Regions from separate parts of the Cricetulus griseus genome. Here region 2 is linked to region 1. The links are chromatin contacts, called in public Micro-C maps. All regions are on one chromosome and are shown on one strand. The core of a region is the stretch at or near the end of the contact, and the rest is flanking DNA. Distances in the headings are between cores, read along the strand shown.

Evidence for each region. Hi-C and Micro-C count contacts between places; a contact is called where the count stands out from the background.
Region 2: a contact with region 1 is called in a Micro-C map of the CHO-K1 cell line, with 2.6 times the contacts expected there. The contact joins the enhancer-like site here to the promoter of Tulp4 in region 1. A contact is called at or near these places in 3 of 8 Hi-C or Micro-C datasets (the CHL-YN cell line and the CHO-K1 cell line).

Annotation. Positions count from the first base shown.
Region 1 is chr2:287,218,397-287,225,315 of CriGri-PICRH-1.0, reverse strand. Tulp4 (tubby-related protein 4) reads right to left here and starts at 3,255. Exons shown (of 16, transcript XM_035440433.1): 1 at 3,235-3,255.
Region 2 is chr2:287,448,852-287,455,770 of CriGri-PICRH-1.0, reverse strand. It overlaps Sytl3 (synaptotagmin-like protein 3), which reads right to left. Exons shown (of 15, transcript XM_035440437.1): 3 at 3,803-3,867. Among named protein-coding and RNA genes, the nearest start is that of Sytl3, 12 kb to the right of the region's middle. Within about 2 kb of position 3,175, at least 3 of the 6 cell types and tissues checked have open chromatin away from gene starts, as enhancers often do.

The DNA of each region.
Region 1 (6,919 bases), core at 2,006-4,505:
AGGAAGAATGCAGTAACTACATCACAGCATTTCACCCAGAGGTTTTACTCAATGTTTAACTACACTTTACCAACACATGCACCATCGGGCTGCTCCCACAGTCTTCACCCTTTCCCTCCACAGAAAACAAGAGAAAAATGGATGTTATGAAGGTGGTTTAAGGCATGAAGTCACTGATTGCCACCTACCTTATCCATGGTCACAAGAGCCATTCAAAACCTTCCTGAATCCGACCTGCAGCAAACTCAGAAGGAAAACAGTGTTCACATTTAGTTCTATATGTCATCCAGACAGAGAGAGGGCTGAACTCTGGATTGAAGAAAGGCTGCAGTCTCCACCATACTTCATACTTAGGATCTCAGCACCAACAGTAGATGATTCGATTTAAAACTCTCTTCACAAACAACAACATCAACTAGTACTATCAGTAATAATAAACTCTACTACTACTACCATTAATCATCATCTCTTCATGAGGCCATACTAAGAGCACCTGCTGCTCTTAGAAGACCTGATTTTGGTTCCTAACATCCATATCAGATGGCTTATAACCACCTGTAACTCCATCAAGAAGATCAATCCATCACCCTCTTTTGTATGTGCTTCATATAGCACACACACACACTCAGGCACAAACACATAAAAGAAAGACAAAGAGGAGAGGTATAAAAGGGGGGCAAGGAAAGGAAAACTCATTATAAAAATACATAAAAGCTGTTTTCATGTATCATCCATCTTTTTAAGAGTTAAAATTCCATTTGAAGTTTTAGTGGTGGGGGCGAGTTATGAATAAATTCAACTCTTATGTCTCCATGTGAGAACCAGAAAGTCAATATGATTCACATTCATCGTTTCTAAGTTATTTAAAATACGTGCAGTAAATACACTGCTATTCCCCACAACATGGGTAAGGATGGCTTTCTATTCATCCTCCAAGCCTGAAAGCTCCACAGTGTTAAAAACATTTTTTTTCTTACATGATTTCCTATAACTCAGTACAGCATGCTTCCAAGTCTAGAGGGCAACACCTCTTCCATCACCTGAAAATACTGCTATTTTTCACAGCCCTTATTAAAACAGTCTTTGATGTTTTAAAGAAATTCTCATCATCTAGTAACTGTTTCACACAAATTACTCTTCTTTAATTGAGAAAGTAAACACTAGATTTGGCTATTCACAAATGCTCATACAATCATTTATCCAACAGTAGCACAAAAAAAGGACACATGACTCCCCATTCGGACCTTGGCTATCACTACATTACTTTACCTCAACTCCCAGCCCACCTGAAGGCTAGGAGTCTTCCCATGGGTTTTCTGGGTTGTTGTATGGCTATATACAAGGGCCCAGTCCCTCACGTCCATCCCAACCTGGACTCTCCAGGAACAGGGCACCGTCCCCCTGGGCTTCCTGCAAGAACTCAACTCCCACCAAGGAGTGGAGACTCCAGGTACACAAAAAACGGGCTCAAAATAAGAGGATCCTGGAACTGTTCTTACATCCCTCTGAACCTTAGAAATAATTTCCTTGTACCTGCTTCAAGGACTTAAGGAAATACCCTCAAGATGCTTGACCACAGTAAAATAAAGAGTTGGGCCTGGTGTGGTGGCACAAGCCCTTAATCTCAGCTCTGAAGGCAGAGGCGGGCGATCTCTTTTGAGTACCAGGGCAGCCTGGTCTACTCAGTTAACTTCCAGGCCTGCCAGGGTTAAACAGACCCTGTCTCAATAAATAAAAAGAAAGAAAACTAAACAGTAATTTTTAAAAAGGGAGTCCCCAAATAGAAACCCTGAAAACAGTTCCCTCCCCTCAGGGAATAGATTATCCCCAGAGGGAGAAGTCTTAACTTGACTTTCGGATTACCTACCTGGGCAGGTTGGCAGGCAGAAAGAAGAGGCCCCTAAGTGACATCAACCCCACTGACAACTGTCAACCCCTCCACCTCCAATTCAAGTCACAAAGCTAGATGGCCCTCACCTTCCCAACCAAGCGGTGCCTCCACAGAAAGTAGTGGGGACCTCCTTGCTAATTGCCCCCAAACGATGAAACTTCGCGTCAGCACCAGGAGCTGGGTTAGGAGGGCGCAGGGGCGCAGAGGAAGGGTTGGCGCTGGGAGCGGAATCTCCGTGATTTGCCAGAGGAAACCGCACAGGCTCCAGACAGCAGGAGCGCCGGGATTTCCATGCAGCTGCCACGACAGGTGACCGGGCCGCTTTGCAGACAGACACCCCGCTTACCCGCTGGCTGGCGGGGCTTGACTCAAGGTGGGGAGGGCAGGGAGGAGAAAGAGGGAAAGGAGACCCGCCCGGGACCCCGAGGCCGGCAGATAGACTAGGGACCGCGGGGAGGCCGGGCCGACGAAGCCAGTCTCCCTGGGAAAACCGTTGGAAGGGATTTTTCCTGTCTCCACAATTAAGAAGAAGAAGAAGAAGAAGAAGAAGAAAAAAAAAAAATGGCTCCAAGCCAAACGCCTCCTGATTTACACACACACGCCTGAGCTCCCCGGTCGGCCCATCTCCTCGCACGCCGGAACAAAAGGCGAACGAGAGAGCGGACGAGCAAGGCGCGGGCCGCCCGAGCTGGGGGTCCGCTGAGGAGCCCCGCGCGCGGCGCCGGCCGCTCCCACCGCGCCCACCGCCCCGGCCCCGCCGCCCCGGTCCCCGCCGCCCTGGTGCAGCCTCACCTCCCGAGCGGCCGTGGCGGCGGCCCCGCGCCTCTCCGCCTCCGCCTCCGGCAGCCCCTCGGCGCCGCGCCGCCGCCGCCGCCTCCCCCACCCCCGCGTCTCGGCCGAGACTCCGCCTCCCTCAGCGCCGCCGCCAGTCGGGCTGGGGCCACGTGACGGCGCCACGTGACCCGGCGCCTCCCCAGCCCGCCCCAAGCGGACCCGCGGCGGTGGCGCTGCCCGTTGCGAGCGCGCGGGCTGGGCGGGCGAGCGGGCTGGGCGGGCGAACGGGCGAGCGGGCGCGCGGGCGCGCGCGCGGGGTGCGGTCTCGATCCTCCCACGCGCCGCCCGCCTCCGTCGCGGCCACGGCGCCCAGCCTGGACCACGGCACCTGGAATCGCCCAGAGCTTCGCCGCCTCCTCCGGAGTGTGCTCACACGCGATCCGGTCTGCGTTTGCCAGCGGGGGCCGGAAGTGGACATCACGCCGGCTCCCACCCAGAGCCCCTGGCGAGCACACGGCGGCTTGTACTATGAGCCAGCGTGGCTCCCGTGGAAACAGCCATTCAAGTACCTTCAGCGGTGCTGCTGCTGTCACGTCAGTGCTCCCTCCAGTCGCTTAAAGGGAGAAAAGGATCCGTAGCGTCACGTTAAGTCACACAGGCAACCAGGCTTCACACACAGCCTTTCCCCCCTCTATTAAATGGATGGGCTAAGAACGGAAACTTGTGCCACCCCTCGGTTTTTCCATCGTTACAAAGAAAGCGTTGCTGGGTGTAGAGAATGCGTGGTTTAAAATTTAAAAATAGGCAAGATCAGCATCTTAAGGCAAGGCTAAGAACAGGAGACGCTCTCTCAAAGTGTGAGGCACTGCTTTCTATTTCTGTCTATCTGCAAACGTTTAAAAGCATTTTACGGTTTTGTGTGTGTTTGTTCATTACAGACAGGGTCTTCTTTAGCGCAGGCTAGCCTCAAACTCAATTCTCCTGCCTCAACCTCTTGAATGCTGGGATTTCGAGCCACCGTGCCTAGCCAATTCATATTTTAAATGTTTCCTTCCATTAATTCTATCAGAAGTCTGAGTAAGAGTCCGTCAGGCTCTAACACTGTGCTGGATATTTTACAAATGCCAACAGAGGTATGTTTGTTTTTGAGACAGGGTCTCACTATGTCTCCTGGAACTCTGTGTAGACCAGGCTGGCTTGGAACTCACGGAGAGCCACATGCTGGAACAACAAGGCTGTTCTTTCTATCGTACTCTGTATCTGTTAACACTGTATCTTACTATTCTTTCTGTTCTCTGTTTTGTAACTGCTTCCCGTGCCTGGCCCCTTCCTTACCCCTTAAAAAGTCTGTTCTCTTTGATGACATTTCCAGAAGGAAGGCGGCTTGCTTAAGATCTTAAGCTTGGGTCTCACCTGGGGACTCACTTGAGTAATCTGTTAAGTCGGTTGTGAATCTGCATTTTACACTTTAAAACCCTTTCTAATTATGGAATGAAGAGATTTGCCTCTTATTTAAATACCTGAAGCAACTGGGAGCCATTAGAAGGGAGATTTGGAAAGGGGACCCTTCTACTGGCCTCTGAAATCCCACTGGCCCAGTAGTTTCCATTTTATTGTGCTTAAAATATTTTTTTCAGTGTTAGAATTTTAACGACACAGTTGGAGAAATTAAACCAATAAACAATAACTGCCGAAGATGGTTACTGCAATGAATAGCATCTCTTTATTCAGTAATACTGGTTCAATTCCTAACTGGCTTTCCTTTGGCTCTAAGTTCAAGTTGGAGAAAACTTCTTCCCACACTATTAAAATGTGAGGGATGTGTGGTCTTTTTTTGGACATTACACTCTCTTCTGCCTTGTGGCCACACATTGAGCTCAGAGTTGAACTGATAGTCATTCTGGTTTAAGAGCATGATGACACCATTGTGACATAAACATTGTGTGCTCTCCATTGTGTGGCTGAGCCTCTGTGAAGGAAGGTGGGAACAACAAAACTGGTCCAGCAGGCACAAGGGCTCTGCAGTTATAACTAGGTGACTCTTGGTCCCTCCTTGCCTCTCCATCCTTCTCTTGACACCCTATCACATTACTGAGATCCTGGGACCCCAGAGATCCTGTCACAAGATCTCTTTCCTTTCTCCCTGCTACCCAGTATCAGTGTGAGTATCTCCCTTCCCTGGCTGTTACAAAATCCAAAGCCCAAAGTCTTTGCTGATTCAACCCTTCAGCCACCAGGATATTCAGCACATGCCCATGGAAGCTGGAGCCAGAGCTTTTGGAGAATAAGATACAAGCCTTTAGTCTTTCACTGTGTTCTGAGAGCCAAAAATGTTGGTGCCAGCTTAGGCTTCATTACTGGAAACACAGCAGAAAGGACAAATGCCCACATCCCCTGGACTGCTCTAAGCTAAGTCACACCCACACTCCTACCAATGTGTAGAGGGACTGAGGCTAGAACAGGGCAAATTATGATGAGTGGTGGGGGGAGTAAGAACTCTAGCCACTGTCTTATGTCAAGCAGTTTCACAACTAGCTGTTGAGGACAAAAATGTTTAACCCCCAAAGAAACTTAGGTTCACTTGCTGAAGCTGGGCTTGCCATCTTTACTGATCTCCTACTCTGGACCACACTGTCCAGAACAAAAGCTCTGTGTGGGGATTTGCAAGGTAGGAAGCTGGTTCAGATAAAGAAAGAGCCCATATCAGGGTGACCCTAGAGGAAAGTGGATAACCAGCCCTGACTGGCAGTCTTGGATTTGTTGCCACCATTTTATTTCTCCGATGAGCTGGGCTCTACACTCAGAACTTCAGATCCCATCTGTGCCTCTCTGCCTTAGAGCCTAAAACTCCAGTCAGCCAAATATTTCCTCTTCCTCGTCCTTCTCAATGTTGCCCAGCAAAGTCACAGCTGGACCCAAAGCCTAGGACCAAAAGACTGCTTGGCTCTCTTCGTAAGGGAGCAAATGGGGAACAAGAAAATAGCTTTACGAAATGAGATCAAGCTTTTGCATTTGTGACCTTGGTGCAGTCTGAAAGCAGAGAGGTGGACAGGGTGGCACACATGGCCCGCAGCTGGAACAGCTTTTCCTTCCTTTTCCTTTTCTTTGGCTATCCCCAAACACTGTTTCTGGAATTACGTTAATGGTGCCTCACCTCTTGCTGCTGTTTTCTGTTTGCTATGTTGTCTTTTGACAGGGTTTCACTATGTGTCCCAGGCTTGCTTGAAACTAGTGACCTTCCAGCCGAATCTTCCAGAATGACAGGGTAACAGATATGTGCCACCACACCTGGCCCTTGATTAGCAGAAGTCTCTAGAAGGGAGAAGTTACTTATAAAAGAAACTCCCATTCCTGTGGGAGAAATGAGACCAATACCCCAGGCCCTCTCTTGCATGAGGCTGTCAAGAACAGTGGCTGAAGGGTTAAGAGGGGTGTTGAAAGTGAGAGAGGAGAGGGAGATGGAGCTCTGTGGCTCTCCTGTGGAAGCCTGTGTCGGGGCGCTAAGGGGTTATATGCTGGGACAGTTTGACCCAAACTTGAAGATGCAGCTGCCCTCTAGGAAACAGCTACCTTAGGGTTGGCAGCTGGGGGGCCATAAAGTCTGAGGTTGAAGACATCAGAGTAATGTAGTGAAACCAGAGTAAACACATGAAACACTCTGCCTCACCAATGTTGTTTAACCCATTTGCTCTATTGTGTTTCGGCTTTGTTTTAACCACCACTAGGAAGAATGAATCAAAAGTCCTGAAGGTGGAACAGATTTCGGGCAGAGCTCAGTGGTGGAGCATTCTATTGATTCCTCTTCTATTGCTGTGATAAAAGACTATGGCTAAGGCAGTTTGCAGGAGGAAGGGTTTTCCTGGGCTTATGATTTCAGAGGGATCAGAGCCCATCATGGCAGGGAAGCCTGGCAGCAGGAACAGCTGGAAGCACACATCAAGCACGAAGTAAAATGAGTGAAGTGGGAATGGCTCTTGGCTTCTGAAATCTCAGAGCCTGCCCCCAGTGACACACTTCTCCCAGCCAGATGGCACCTTCTACACTTCCCTAAACAGTGCCGTCAGCTGGTGAACTGTTGAGATGGCAGGGCCTCTAGTGGACATTGGCACTCAAAGTACAACAGGCAAGTCGTTAGCTGAGCCCACCCCTCAGGCCTACTCCCAAAATAAAGACATTTTAGAAGAACCTATGGGACTAGAGAGATGCTTCTTACAACGGTCCCATGTTCACGTCCCAGCACCCATGGGGCAGCTC
Region 2 (6,919 bases), core at 1,926-4,425, 230 kb before region 1:
AACAATGCCAAGACAGCCAGGGAAGATTCCTAAAGACACTTTAGAGCCGTGAAGCCCTGGCCGCCCACAGGAAGATTCCAATGAGAACAGATAAACCTCAACAATATCACAAGAGCAGGGGCTGGGGAGATGGCTCAGCAGTTAAGAATACTTGCTGTTCTTGCAGAGGATCTGAGTTCAGATCCCAGCACCCACATCAGTTCTAGGAGTAGACTGGTAGCCAGGGAGCCTTAGTGATTCTCCACCACAGTCCTGGGGCTACTGGCACACATACAATCACACTGGCTGAGATTCTGACCCCAGAACCTCATAATTAAGCAGCAAACTCTCTTCCCCCTGAGCCATCCTGCCAGCGCTCTTAAGGTCTTTTTTAAAAGTTGGGAGATTGGCAGAGCAAATGTTCCCACAGTCTATCTCTATTACTCTTTACTGAATATGACTTCCATCTAGTCTACTTTCATGGAAATTTTGGTATCATTTATCTTAAATGACACATATCTAACAGAACCATTAAGGGAGGAATAAGTAAAACACATATAAAGGAAACTGATGCTGAGGGTGTAGTGATCCCTGGAATTGCAACTCAACATTAAGCTTGGCTTAGTTTTCAATGCTAAAATGAAAACTCACAACACCTGAGCCTGAGATGGGTACTTGTGGGTATAGCTCTGCCTTCATCATCAAATAGCCCTGCCTTTCCTACCCACAATCATAACTTGGCTGAATAAATGGTGAGACATTCTGAGGATGGATGAGGTGAGGTCATCAGAGATCACATGGTTCACGATGCTTAAGTGTCTGGAAAATGTCCTTTACAAAGTACGGTGCAGAGAAATAGCAGGATAAAATTAAAGATGAAATTGCTCCCAGTTACACAAACATCACATAAAGTTGTCATCAGTCATTTTTATAGCTATGTCTTTTATGATTCAACTAAACAGTTAAAAATCTTTAGTACCTTTTAATACAGTAGGGGAGGGTGTCAGAGGACAACTTGTGCGAGTTGGGTTCTCTTCTACCATGTGGAATTGAACTCAGGTTGTCAGTCTTGGCAGCAGGGCATCCTTCCCCCCAAAAGCCACCTTACTGGTCCCTAAATAGTTTTAAAGATGTGACTATATGCACATGAACACACCTGGGGGGAGGGTGGGCAGAAATAATGTGTAAAAGAGTATTCCCTGGGTGAAACTGGTCAGCTTTTAACATCTCCACTCTCCCTTCCCCCCATCTCCTCCTGCTTAGATCTCACTTTCTTTTGATGGGAGTGAACCCAGGGTCCCACACGGGCCAGGCCAGTGCTCTATAAAGCCTTAGCTCCAGTCAGCCTCACTTTCCGATTTTTAAATGAACACATAGTGCTTACAGGCAAAACAAAAGCGCAAATGGAATTCGATGCTTCCAAGAGGGCCAGAGTATGGGGAGAAGGCAGCTGCCCATCCTGCTGAGCATACCAAATGAAATGCCCTTCCTAGAAGGTGTGTTGGCAAAGCAGCAGCATAACCCTTTCAAGTGTTCCCGCATCCAACCAGCCACCCTCCTTTTGAGAAATCTAGCCAAGGGAATCACACAGAAATGCCAAGCCCCCGTACAAGATGTTCACCACAGTGATCTGCCGAGGAAAAAATCAAATAAAACGGTGTCGTGCCTGCCAGTTGGGGAAAGGTTGAACAAATTGTAGCAGCTCTGTTGATGTATAAAGTCATTGGTACGTTTCAGACGGTGTCTGTGGTGGTTTGAAGGAGAAATGTCCCTCACAGGCTCATGTATTTGAATACTTGGTCCCCCGGCTGGTGATGCAGTTTGGGGAGGCTATGGAACCTTAAGGAGGTGGAGCCTTAGTGGAGGAAGGGTGTGGGCATTGAGGGTTTATAGTCTGGTCCCACTTCCTGTTCTCTCTCTCTCTCTCTCTCTCTTCTCTCTCTCTCTCTCTCTCTCTCTCTCTCTCTCCTCTCCTCTCTCTCCTCCCTCCTCCCTCCCTCCCTCCTCTCCCTCCCTCCTCCCTCCCCTCCCCCTCCCTCCCTCCCTCCCCCCCTCCCTCCTCTCCCTCCCTCTCTCTCTCTCTCTCTCTCTCTCTCTCTCTCTCTCTCTCTCTCCCCCCTTCCTGTGTGAGGATGCAATGGGATAAGTCAGCATACTGCTCCTGTCGCCAACCATGCCATGCAGTGCCGTGCCGTGCCATCCCTGCCAGGATGGCCTCTATCCACCCGGAACTATATACCAAAATAAACCTGTTTTTTCTTTTTTCTTCCCTCTCTCCGAGACAGGGTTTCTCTGTGTAGCCCTGGCTGTCCTGTTACTCACTCTATAGACCAGGCTGGCCTCTAACTCAGAGATCCGCCAGCCTCTGCCTCCCCAGTGCTGGGTTTAAAGGCGTGCACCACCACCACCTGGCCAAACCCCTTCGTCTAAGTTGCCTTAGCTTTGGTGTGAGTGTTTTATCACAGCAAGAGAAAAGTAACAAAATGTTGGCCCACCCCCCAGTACTTGGATCTCACTCATGTGAGCCTGGCACTAACACAGCCCCAGCCCTAGATCTTTCAAATGTACTCATTTAACCTGCATTTAGCTTTATTATCTTTGGTGTGTGGATGCGTCTATGTGTGTGGGAGCCACGCACATGCCGCTGAGAGTTGCCTGTGGAGGTGGAGGACCACTTCTGGCGTTGGTCCTCCTCTCTCGTTTGAGTGAGAGACCTGCTAATTAACACTGCACACACCCGACCGGCTGCTGTTGGCTCTCTGGGGTGCCCCCGCCTTGTTTATTTGATACAGTGACTCTCACTGGCTGGGAACTTGCGCAGCAGGGTAGGCTGGCTGCCATGCAAGCCCTCAGGATCTGCCTGTCTCTGCATCCACAATGATTAGCTTGGACCACCAGGCCCGGCCTTTTCTAAGGTGGGTTCTGGGGGTGGAGCGCAGGTCCAAATCTGCTTGATCAACTGAGCCCTGATCGAAGTTATTTCTAATTAAGGATCACGAACAAAATACTGGATGAGCAGATTTCAAAACGATTTTTAAATGATTATAAAAGTAGTTTCTACTCGTATAGAGACGCGGCACAAAAGTGCCTTGTAACTATCACAGAAAACCTTGCACACAGCGGACTCCCGGAAAAACAGCTCCGGAAGCAGGAAGTCTGGCAAAGCAGAGGAGGAAGTGGGACAGACAGGGCGGGACCGCTGGCAAAGGTAACCAATCGGCTGTGTTCAGGAACAGGCATGCTCACATAGGAGGGAGGGGAAGGTCAGGTGTCAGGGCCTAAACCGTACTCTCAAGTCCTGGGAGGTTGCTGCTGTTGTCTGAGGTCCTGTACTAGGTAGGTCCCAAAAGGCCAGATCAAACAAAAACGGAGTCACTCATGCTAAAACTAACCCTCCGGAAGAGGAAAGATCCCAAATAGAATGACACCCTGGAGCCAGGCGAGCCTACTTGACCTGAGTCGCATAGTTAGTCCTTACAACCCCTTTACAAGTTACCCTTAGATGGCTGTTAGCCCTCACCAAAATAAGTAAGCCGAAGTAACCGGGCGTTAGGTACTGAGCTTGTCCCCACCTTGCAAACCCCACTGCCTGCCACTGCTTAGGGGTGACTGCTTAAGATACACTAAGCTGCCGCCTCGGTTCCCGGTACACAAGTTTTTAAAAGCCAGCCAGACCCGTCACTAAAAACATTGTCATTTCATGTACCAGGAGGTGGTTTTTGTTTGTTTTAGTTGAAAGAAAGAAAAAAAAAAACCTCAGTGCCAAAATATTTGAAAACTAGAGACACTTGTTTTAAGGGAGTTAAGTTTTAAGAGCATTTACCTTCAGTTGGGAATTTCCTGGCGCGCTCCTCGAAGAACCATTCTCCAGTTTTGATTTTCACAACTCTGAAAAGCAAGCAGAATTATCTCGTTGAGAGCAGGCCTCACTCTAGCTCGAGCTGACCTAGAACTCACTGCCCAGCCCACCCTCACACTCATAGCACCTCTCCTGCCTTAGCTTCTCAAGTGTTGAGATTGAAGGAGTGAGCCATTATAAGACCTCATAACACCTTATATAAATAAATAAATATAATATTTACGTATTAAAACAATAGTACTATTTTTGTACGGGTACTTTGCCTGCATTATGTCTGTGCACCAAGTGCATTCCTGGTGTCTTCGGAGGCCAGAACAAAGTGCCAGATCCCTTGGAACTGGAGTTACAGGTAATTGGTAGCCACTGGGCCTGCCCTGACCTCTCTCTATGTGGGCCATGGAATCCAACCTTTCGGCTTCTCTGGATCAGTTGAATGAAGAAGAATCGTCTTGGCCCACATGCTCCTACCCAACCCAAGGCCAGCTTTGAATGTGGCCCCAACACAAAATTGTAAACATTAAAAACATTGAGTGGTGTGTGTGTGCGTCTGTGTGTGATTTTCTTTTATAACTTGTGCAATGCTCAAACATACCATCCTGGTTTGTCCTCTGTGCTGTGATAAAACACTGACCTGAAGGTTTGTTCGGCTTCCAGCCCATCACCAAGGGAAAGCCAGAGCAAGAACTCAGGCAGGAACTGAAGCAGAAACCACAGGAAAACGCTACTGACTGGCTTGCTTTCTCTCGATGGTTTGCTCAGCCTGCTTTCTTAGACAAAGCAGGACCACCTGCCCAGGGATGGCACCACCCACGATGGGCTTGGCCCGCCCATATCAATCATCAATCAAGAAAATGCCCCACAGACTTGCCCACAGGTAAATCCAATGGGTGCAATTATTCAAGTAATGTTCCCTCTTCCAAGGTGACTTTCAGTTTGTGTCTGGATGACAAAAACTAACCTTGTAGATGACAAGGTTGTGTCCAGGTGTCACTTAAAATAAACTCTTGCAACCTGAGAGCTATGGGTTGAACACTCCAGGAAGGCAGGGAGGCTGGAATTATAAACATTGGAAACCTGGTGCTCATTCTGCTTCTAAAAGTACCACTTTATGGTCCTCAACCCTGCTAATGCCGAATTAGCAAAAGAGAAGTAACCGTTGAAGGTGCTTTGCAAATTCAAGCACAGATGTTTGCTAATGATGAGGCCAGAGGAGCCCAGCAAAAAGCTGTTTTGACCTCACTGGTAGGAGCAAGCAGAGAATTAAAGAGGCATGTGGGGACACATCTTCGCTTTGTACCAAACTGCTACATCTGCAGGTGGGGATGCAGTTACATTTGTGCTTTATGTGCTGAGAAAGTGGACATGATGTCCCCCAGACGCTGAAGGTATTTTCACCAATCAACCGACAAGAGGTTGAAGATGGGGGCATCTGTGTCTTCACAATTCTTTGAATGCCTGATGCCATGTAGTCTGCTCTCTAGGGCCCTGATGGCAAAGAAGCCTGAAGAGCACCCCCAAAATACCCCAGTGGCTTGCCAGATGCTTGGGAGGCAAATACTCCGAACACAGCAATGGCCTGCTGTGTAACAGAGCCACAGGTTTCCTGCATGGGCCAGTGCGGCCTCTAACTTTTAAGAGTGTTTTGTGCTCTCACCCAATTAAAAAACTTTCCTTCAAACAACCCTGCAGCTAAGCTTTGCAGTGGCGAAGCAAATAGTGTGGGTTTGTTTTGTCTGTCCACAAGCCCAGCTGATCTGCTTTCATCGCTGGTACAGGAAAACAGGCAGATGTTTGTGATTAAATCCTAGGCAACTGTGAGAAGAGTAGAGACTCTTAATGAAGATAAAGCAATGATTTTATCACGCTGTTATCAACCCTTCTTGCAAAACATTCACCATGTCCCTTCCTTAACCCAAGGCCCTCTTTCCATCACACCCAGACACACTCACAGGTCCCAGCACAGTGTACTGGTGAATAAATGAATATTTCGACCTCTCCAGGGAGCTCCCTGAGAAGAAAGGGATGAGGTGGGATCCGGCATGGATAAGGGCTATAGCCTTCAAGGGCGGTTTCATGTTGCCAAAAGGACTGAGCACCAGGGAAGAAGCATTCGCTCTTGGCACAGTCCCAACCCAGAGGTTTGAAGAGACAGCAAAGAGCAGCTGGCAAAATGCCACAGGCAATATCCATGGAGCCTGCAAAACCAGGGGAATGGCCAGGCAGAGCAAGCGTCACCATGGCAACCAGAAAGTACTAGCAGGAAGCAGCTTTTAAAAACATGGCTGTTGCCTCTGCAAAAGAACCTCAACCACAGCAGGAAATCAGGCTGGAGTGAGGAGACACAGGGCAAGAGCAGGAGACAGAGTGGAGTGGAGGGGATTAGGGCATTAATCAGGGCCAAACCCTGTTGATGCCCAATAAAAGGCACAACCAGCAGGCAGTGGTGTCAAATTACTTCAATCCCTGCACTCAGGAGGTAGAGGCAGGCAGATCTCTGAGTTCAAAGCCAGTCTGGTCTACAGAGTGAGTTCCAGAACAGCCAGGGATATACAAAGAAACCCTGTCTGAAAAAAAAAAAAAAAAAAACCAGCCAAAACCACACACACACACACACACACACACACACACACACACACACACACACACACACACACACAAGGCAGAACCAAATCAGCTAAGTCCTGACTGAGGTTAGCTCAGCTGCTTTCTCAGAACACAGAAGAAACAGATGGAAATGCGGAAGAGAGAAGGCAGCAGAGAGTGTGGCCAAGCTGCTTACTAACAGTTATTCTCCAGGCTGGGTTGTAGCTTAGTGGCCTGGTGTCTACAGGGCTCTAAGTTCAATCCCCTCTAAGTAAAAGACAAGAAAGAAAGAGGGGGATAAAAGCACAACAGAAAAATCAAATCGAAGAGGAAATGTTGGCTTAGAAATGGGAGAATTCAAGAGGCTGAAAATCAAAAATTGAAAAGTATGTTTGTTGTTTGGTCCATAAAGATCAAGTGGAGAGTCCCCCATTCCCAGAAACATTTTAACTATAAGAACTAGAAAGGGGGGCTGTGGGAGTTTAAATGTAATTGCCC